Regions from separate parts of the Mus musculus genome. Here region 2 is linked to region 1. Evidence: chromatin contacts called from public promoter capture Hi-C data. All regions are on one chromosome and are shown on one strand. The core of a region is the stretch at or near the end of the contact, and the rest is flanking DNA. Distances in the headings are between cores, read along the strand shown.

Region 1 (3,967 bases), core at 622-3,121:
AGTTTCAGAGGTTTTTTGTTTGTTTGTTTGTTTTTTGTTTTTTGGAATTCCATAAGAACTGCAAAAAAATTAACACCATCCCCCAATTATCCAATAAATGAATAGACTAGTGAACTGAAAGAAAGACCTGAAAGATTGTTCAGGGCATCCAAATTGACATTCCTTTGAGATCCTATCTTATTCCACTTATAATGCTCATCATCAAGAAGATAAATGATGACAACAAATGCTAGTGAAATCTGGAGAAAGAGGAACTCTTATTCCCTAGAGTGTAAACTTGCATAGACTCAGGAAACTGTTCTCTTTATAAACCAGTGTGTGCTAGCTTCCCATTGGACTTTATCACTAAATGGGCTTATTATTGTAAACATATCTTCATAGCTTCTCATTTCCCAATGAAAAGCAGGATCCCTGTCATTAGAGATCATAATAATGTTATCGGGACAATTAAAGTTTGTAAATTTAACTCTCTTGTTTGACCAAGAGCCTTTTACACTTTTATATACATTTTAAAAATATTTTTATAAATATAAAAATAGTACATGTGCAATTTAGAAAACTTTGCACCAGTAAATAGATAAAAATTATATATATTTTTCACATTGCATTTATGAATGTACTTCTTTATATGATCAATTTTTGTAACATTGTATTATTTAATATGTGTTTTATTTATTTGGCTTAACCTTCCAAAATACTTTTACAGCTGTAATAACCCACTAGAAAAAAAGGTCAAATTTCTTTCTAGCATGTCTGCAAGTCCTTGCCAATAAGGACACATGGGCCTTTTCAGAGCCAACTAATGACCGGGAGGACAGTAAACTGACCAGCTGGGAGGGCTGAGTCTCTGACTTTGCAGGCATAACACTGTCTGCTCTTTCTCTGCTTGGAAACACCCCTCTGCTTACTGACACAGTGATGGGGAGCATGGCCAAGGAAGAATTCTGCTTCTCTTGTTAGAAAATATCTTTAACCCGCACGTGGCGAAGGCTCAGTGATCCCTCCCAACCTGGAGCTGTTATGAATGAGTTTAACCCAAATTAAGATTTACTAATGATTACTTCTATGCCTACACTGTCACTGTTACATCACTGAATATTTTTGAATACTCTCTGCGTGATGATTAAAAAGCAGATGAGCTTGCTATTATTAGATAAACAAAGATGGTACAAGGTAGCTGGGAAACAGAAGAGACTATATGCACCTTAAGAGTTAGTTATAAGAGAAGAGAGCCGTAAATGAATACCACATGAGTTCCCGTACACTTAAGCCTCAAACTGTATTTAACAAAAGAGTTGGCAATACCTGAGCTCTTCTGTCTTGCTTTTGAATCCTCTTGTAACATAAGCAGAGACAGGAAATCTTCTGAGGAGAGCCTTCACCTGATTGAAGGAACGTTCTTTGCTTCCAACGGGAGCAAAAGGCTTAGTAGGCTTAGTCTTCACTAGCTGGGGGACTGACTCTTCAGAGAACTGGAGGCGCTTCTGTTATTTTAATGGTATCATACATTTCCAAACTAACCAAAGCTTTCCTTTATCTGATTGCTGCTGCTGCTGCTGCTGCTGGAATGCTCTTCCTTCTCCCTCAATAGTATAGGTTAGTTAGTTCTCAAACTCACCTAAACTTACAAGTACTAATCGATCACTCCTTCTTTCCGACGTCCCAGGCGTTTCTCCTCAAATTGCTTGCTTTGCACAAACACGTCATCAGTGTTTATGAAAGCGTCCCAGGCTACATATAATCCTTCCCGCTCCTTTTGCCTGGCTTCAGTCACTGAAGCGATGTTCCCTTGGTCGCTGCTTTTGTCCCAACTCCCCTCCAGTACTTTCCTTTTCCTGGACCCTTCTGCCCATCCCACCCTCTGTCTCGCCCTGAACCCCAGCTCCCACATCTACCAGACTCTCTGGGTCCCTTCACTTCCCGAGGGGATTAGCAGCCGCTCACCTCTGCCTTGGGCCAATGGAATTGCACCGCCTTTGGGGTCTGCTCAGCCTCTAGGGGTCTTCACTCGGGAGGAGGGCGGGGCAGGTGACGCAGCTATAGCCTCGGCTTCTGGGAATGGGCGGGCCATCGACCCGGGACCACCAGCGCCAACCCAGGCTCGCCTGCGAGTTTGCTCCTCCTGTGCTGGTAAGCCCTGGGCTTTTCCTGTCTGGTGGCAGGCTCTGTGGCCCGGGCTGGCTCAGGGGCTACAAATTCTTTCCTTTCGTGACCTCTCCCATCTCCTAACAGGGGGAGGGGGAACCTAGACATAAAAATAGGAGAGGTACTATTGCAGGGAAGGAAAAGGATTAAGCTTGGGTGGGTGAGTGAGCAGATGATGCCCAGGAGAAGGTAAAGGTGTGTGTGTGTGTGTGTGTGTGTGTGTGTGTGTGTGTGTGTGTGTGTGTGTGTGTGTGTGTTGGGGGCGGGGCAGAGGGGGCTGGGGCTGGTAGTGGTGCCAAATATGCTGACAGCATGTGATATACTTGAATAAAAAAACATGTCATAGACCCCGTAAGTCTTCACAATGAATATATGCTAATGATGGTGGTAACAACAACAGCAATAACATTCAAAGACGCTTCAATCACTGTGGTTTGTCCTGGGTTTGTGACTCCCCTTCTGTTTGCAAGTTGAGATAGCAGTGAAGTGAGGTGTCTGACTTTCTTTTTTTTTTTTTTTTTTTTTTTTTTTCCATTTTTTATTAGGTATTTAACTCATTTACATTTCCAATGCTATACCAAAAGTCCCCCATATCCACCCACCCCCACTCCCCTGCCCACCCACTCCCCCTTTTTGGCCCTGGTATTCCCCTGTACTGGGGCATATAAAGTTTGCAAGTCCAATGGGCCTCTCTTTCCAGTGATGGCCGATTAGGCCATCTTTTGATATATATGCAGCTAGAGTCAAGAGCTCCGGGGTACTGGTTAGCTCATAATGTTGTTCCACCTATAGGGTTGCAGATCCCTTTAGCTCCTTGGCTACTTTCTCTAGCTCCTCCATGTGGTACATCTACACAATGGTGTCTGACTTTCGAATGTACTCTTCCGCCCTGGGAGAGGCACCTATCCTCTTCCTCTTTGTTGGTTATCTATGTTTGAGGTGTACAATATGAAATTATCAGCTACATGAAGATAAAACAAACGTATCTATCACTTTATTCTCTCTATGTAAGTGTGTGTGTTAGTAAGATACACTCGTTTGCTGTGTATCTTAAATAGAATTATTAAATACAGTCCTCATATTATACATTAAGTCTCTGGATTACTTCACTCTGTAGTTGTTGCTTTGTGTCCTCTAATCTACAAGTATCCTTCGCCATCCCCACTTGCATAAACCATCTTTGTCTATATTCTGCATATTTGACTATTAAGGAAAAACACCCCACAATGAGAACATATAATACTTTTTCTGCATATGGCTTAGTTCATTTGCCGTGATAATTTTTATGGGTTTGTTGTCGTTGTTGTTTGTTGTGGTGAGGGTTATGACATCCTTTTGTAAGGTTGGATGTTATCCTGATACATCCTGTTCCTCTAGCAGGCTTCCACCGTTTGAGAAATGTGACTAAAATGACTGTTTAATCCCTGTGGTTGAAGCACATGTGAGTGAGCCTTTGATGAGCATTTGGGATAAATGTTTTGAGGCAGATGTTCTGAAGATGTGCTCCTGGAGCAAGTAAGTTCTTAAGCTCCATCTCTCAGGCCCACCATACAGACCATCCTAGGGCAGGGGCCTAGGGATCTTTGTGTTAACAAAATTTCTAAAGGTTTTTAATTGATGGATTATGAAAATAATTTATAAATGCAGATGATATTTATGGAAGATTTACTCTGTGACAAGTATCATAAGCTTTTTTTTTTAAAGTCAGTTTATTTCCACATTATAATAGCATCCATGAGCATACATGGAACACATTCATGCTGCTCTCACTTTATATGCTTACTTCATCAGAATATGTCTAATTGACTCTTCTAAAAAGACT
Region 2 (3,967 bases), core at 454-2,953, 220 kb after region 1:
CTTGAGGAAAGCACAGGTCTAGATTCATACAAATGTCAGTTTACAGTCAGAGGACAACAGAACCTCAAGGAGACACAAGTAGAGAAATAAATTCTGGTCTCTCTCTTACTAAAATCATTCCAAAGGAAAATATTTTAATTTTTTTCTTAATGTGACACAGTTTTGCTTACTCTGATGGTATTACTAATATATTCAAAATTACACAATGATAAATGACAATGTGTTAGGAATTATTTTTCACAGCTTCCAAACCATGCAATTGCTAACAGACATACTGCTAAGGCTGCCCATGGTCTTTCTCCCCACCCATATTTTGGAGTCTGGAAACATTTCTAAACTTATTTTTCCTGGCACACTGGGCTTTCCAATTTTCTCTATGAAGCCCATTCTTCCTGTGTTCACAGATTTCTGCTGCTAAACCTGCCTTCTTGCTTGACCTCTAACATAGAAGCATGACTTTGTTCCTCCGAGTAATTGCTTTTGTACTGGTAGTCAGAGGGTCCAGCTTACCTGACACACTGTTGTTTTCCTGTTCAATTCCATAGGATTCTTTTCAAGATTCTTCCTCTGTCTGTTTCTAATTCTTTTCATTTTTGATACTAAATGCCTGCAAAATGCGCTCTATGTTTTGAGGAAACAAGAATTGTCTCCTTAATTATCTATCTGTAAGTACAGATTTATTGCAGAGTTGGGCTTCAGTATATAAATTTTGAGGAGACAGAAATATCTTTTTCTCTTTTAATAAATCTTTCTTCTTATTAAATAAGATTGGTTCTGTAGAATCTGAGGTAAAAATTTTGTTAGTGATTAGTGCAAACTGAACAAATTCTAAATACTTTCTATCTCAATCCTTCAGTTTCCTAAGTCTCATTTTTCTTCTTTCTCTATTTAAAGGCTGCACCCAGATATGAGTAATAAAGTCTTCATCCAGAAAGAAATATGAGTAGACTTGGGGGAAAAGGCTATTTTGAAGAAAGTGGGGTGATGAGATATATTTGGAAGTAACTTGGGATGGATTAAATTGTTTCAAAAATGAACTTCACATTCTCACTCACTCCTTTCCTTCTTGGTGGTATTCACAGTCTTTAGAGCACACCAACTTCACTCAAGTCAAATTGTTTTTTTCTGCCTTTAAATTTTTTAAACTGATCTTCTAGTAGGGATAATTTCTATGAACAGATTTTGGAAGGTTATTGTTTGTATGGTGTTTTCCTCACATTTATGCTAAAGTTCAATCAATCATCGGAAACATTAAAACTAGGAACTATATAACTTAGATGTTCTTATATGGGTCCTTTGAGAAGGTTTAAGATAGGATGAATCCTGTTTCTAATGGTACTTAATCCTGTTTTTTTGTTTTTTTTTTCTCTAAGAGTGAGGGAGACTGGATAAACAGATACATACAAACAAGCATACTCTTTCTGTCTCTTGCAATCTGACTGGTCTCCTAGATTAAGCTAATAAGGTACTTGAACCGGGTAAACCTATGAGGCAGGCTGGGGCTGAAAGAAATTTAGATGGCAAGAGATTAATGGAGACCAAGACATGATTCTGTTCAAGGCCCGCCAGTTTACTAAGAGAGTCTGCTTATAAAAGGGGAAGGCCCATCCCCCACCAGTCCATTCTTGGTGTTTGGAGCCAGCCTGGAGGCGACTTGCAGAATAGAATGTTCCTCTAGGATATCTCAGGGGCTTCTCAGCAGGTAGCAGTGTCTTGGCGAGAGCAGTAGTGGGTGACTGAACAAAAGAGCCATCTAGGTCTGGAGGCTCCACCCTAGGTAATCTCCTTCTTAGTGGCAGCAAGGTCAAAGTCTGGATCAGCCTGCTTCAGGGCTGAGTGAGGGAGGCTACAGGTAATCATTACTTATAGTCCATAGATCTTGTACTTCCATAGAAACCTCTTCACTGTATGATAGCTGGCCTTTAAACTAGGGCCATGGCAGGAACAGTGATTTGAATCAGGACATAAAAAGTCCCCTTAAAATGCTTTGCTCAAGTTCTCTGAAATGTCTCACTATTAATATCAAGAAATGCTTTTCATAGCTATGGAAGATTTTCATTTAATTATGTCCTCACAAAACAAGAGCAATAACATTTTGTATCTAGCCTTTAGCCAGTAAGCCTCCAGTAATTCAGAGACTAGAAGAAAGGGTTTCCCTCTGTGTGCTGATTAGGAGCTATGGAAGAATTGTCTGTCTACTATGGAACACTATGTTCTACTCCTAGCAATTGGTGATTTTGGAAAAAAAATTCTTAACTCTTCCTGGGCTCTATGCTCCGGAAAACTATTAACATTACTTTTGATTTTAATGTCAAATATTTATTGAACTTTCCTTAGATTTTTTTTTTTTTTGGTGTTGTTGTTGCAGATCATTTTGTTCCAAGGTTATTATTTGTAGAAAAGCAGGAATTAATGCATGGACATTTCAGCTGCATTTTTCAATTCTCATTTTCTCCACAAGGGTTCAAAGAAGATAGAAACCATCAGAATGGGAGACTGCATTACTTTCTTTGTAGGCTTTGAGTGCTCTTAAAGGATAACTAAGATATGAGGGTTTAGAGTGATGTAGCAGCTCAGGAGCTCTCTGGGCTTTGGGTCTTCAGTAAAAGCTGGTCATTTGGATTTACTCCATCTTATGGCAGAACAAGCTGTGTTGAAGCCAGGTTCACCACTAGAAGATGATAATGAGAGTCTTGTTTCCTCCTTTCACATTTTGGAAAGCTTCCTAATTTCCTTAGCTGCCTTGCTGTTTTTTTTTTTTTTTGCCTTTCTTTCTTCCTTCCTTTCTTCCTTCCTTCCTTCCTTCCTTCCTTCCTTCCTTCCTTCCTTCCTTCCTTTCTTTCTTTCTTTCTTTCTTTCTTTCTTTCTTTCTTTCTTTCTTTCTTTCTTGTTGTAAGAGCCTTCTTGGTATGGGTGCTCTCATTCCCCATATTTCTTATTGTGTTTTTTCTCTCCAAATTATTCTTTTAACTCTAGACCTATTTGATCTTTTAGTCTCAGACTTTGTGTACTATTTCAACTCCAAATTTCTTAATATTTTGGGAGTGGATTTTTTATTAGATATTTTCTTTATTTACATTTCTAATGTTATCCCCTTTCCTAGTTTCCCCTCCAAAAACCCCCTATTCCTTACCCTCTCCCCCTTTTCACCAACCCACTCACTCCTGCTTCCTGGCCCTGACAGTCCCCTATACTGGAACATATAACCTTCCCAGGTCCAAGGGCCTCTCCTCCCATTGATGACTGATTGGCAACTGTCTGCTATATATGTAGCTATAGCCATGAGTCCCACTGTTGCGCGCGCCCCCAACTCGCCAGCAAGAACGACGCTGCAACAGGATCCTTCTGCACACGTTTATTCAGTCCTATTTCTTCTTGTTTATATCTCCCTTGTTTATATCTCCCTTGTTTATATCTCCCTTGTTTTTATATCTCCCCTGTTTTTATATCTCCCCTGTTTTTATATCTCCCCTGTTTATATCTCCCCTGTTTTTATATCTCCCTTGTTTTTATATCTCCCCCGAACCCTGGGCCTCTCACTCTTTTATACTCTCAGTTCCCATCCACGCACAGCAGGCCACGCCACTTCACCAGGCACGCAGCTTCAGCTAATCAGGGCAGCAGGGGCATATCTCCATCAAATTGGATTCACCGGTATCCTGGTACACCTGCGCAGCACTCAAGATGTTTGTGTCTTATATGAGGAAGTCAGGTGCAAGTCATATGACTTAGCTGCAGTCCCTGGCGCCTTTGGGACTGCCGCCACATCCGCTCCCCACAATTCCCCCTTTTTTCTTTTTTGGCAGAGAGAATGTCTGTAGATAGCCCCCCGCAGCCATGCCCCTTACCCGTCCTTGGGTGACAAACAGCATTGGTTTGATCCCTGTCTTAGGTTGGTGACATGCCCAGGGAGTCTTATCACTGACTACCTCTCAATCATGCCAAGCCACACCTGGGGAGATTGTGT

Evidence for each region. Promoter capture Hi-C pulls out the DNA fragments that hold promoters and counts their contacts.
Region 2: a contact with region 1 is called in a promoter capture Hi-C map of embryonic stem cells, with 3 times the contacts expected there. The contact joins the enhancer-like site here to the promoter of Igsf10 in region 1. A contact is called at or near these places in 6 of 39 promoter capture datasets (cranial neural crest, embryonic stem cells, hippocampal neurons and 2 more), 1 of 115 datasets of contacts at active chromatin or transcription factors (fibro-adipogenic progenitors) and 1 of 9 other capture datasets (adipose tissue).

What each region holds. Positions count from the first base shown.
Region 1 is chr3:59,342,385-59,346,351 of GRCm38.p6, forward strand. It overlaps Igsf10 (immunoglobulin superfamily, member 10), which reads right to left and starts at 1,872. Exons shown (of 7, transcript NM_001162884.1): 1 at 1,306-1,872.
Region 2 is chr3:59,561,993-59,565,959 of GRCm38.p6, forward strand. No RefSeq gene overlaps it. Among named protein-coding and RNA genes, the nearest start is that of Gm5709, 72 kb to the right of the region's middle. Within about 2 kb of position 1,704, at least 3 of the 459 cell types and tissues checked have an H3K27ac peak or open chromatin away from gene starts, as enhancers often do. A contact at or near this core is called in embryonic stem cells, where this site is marked.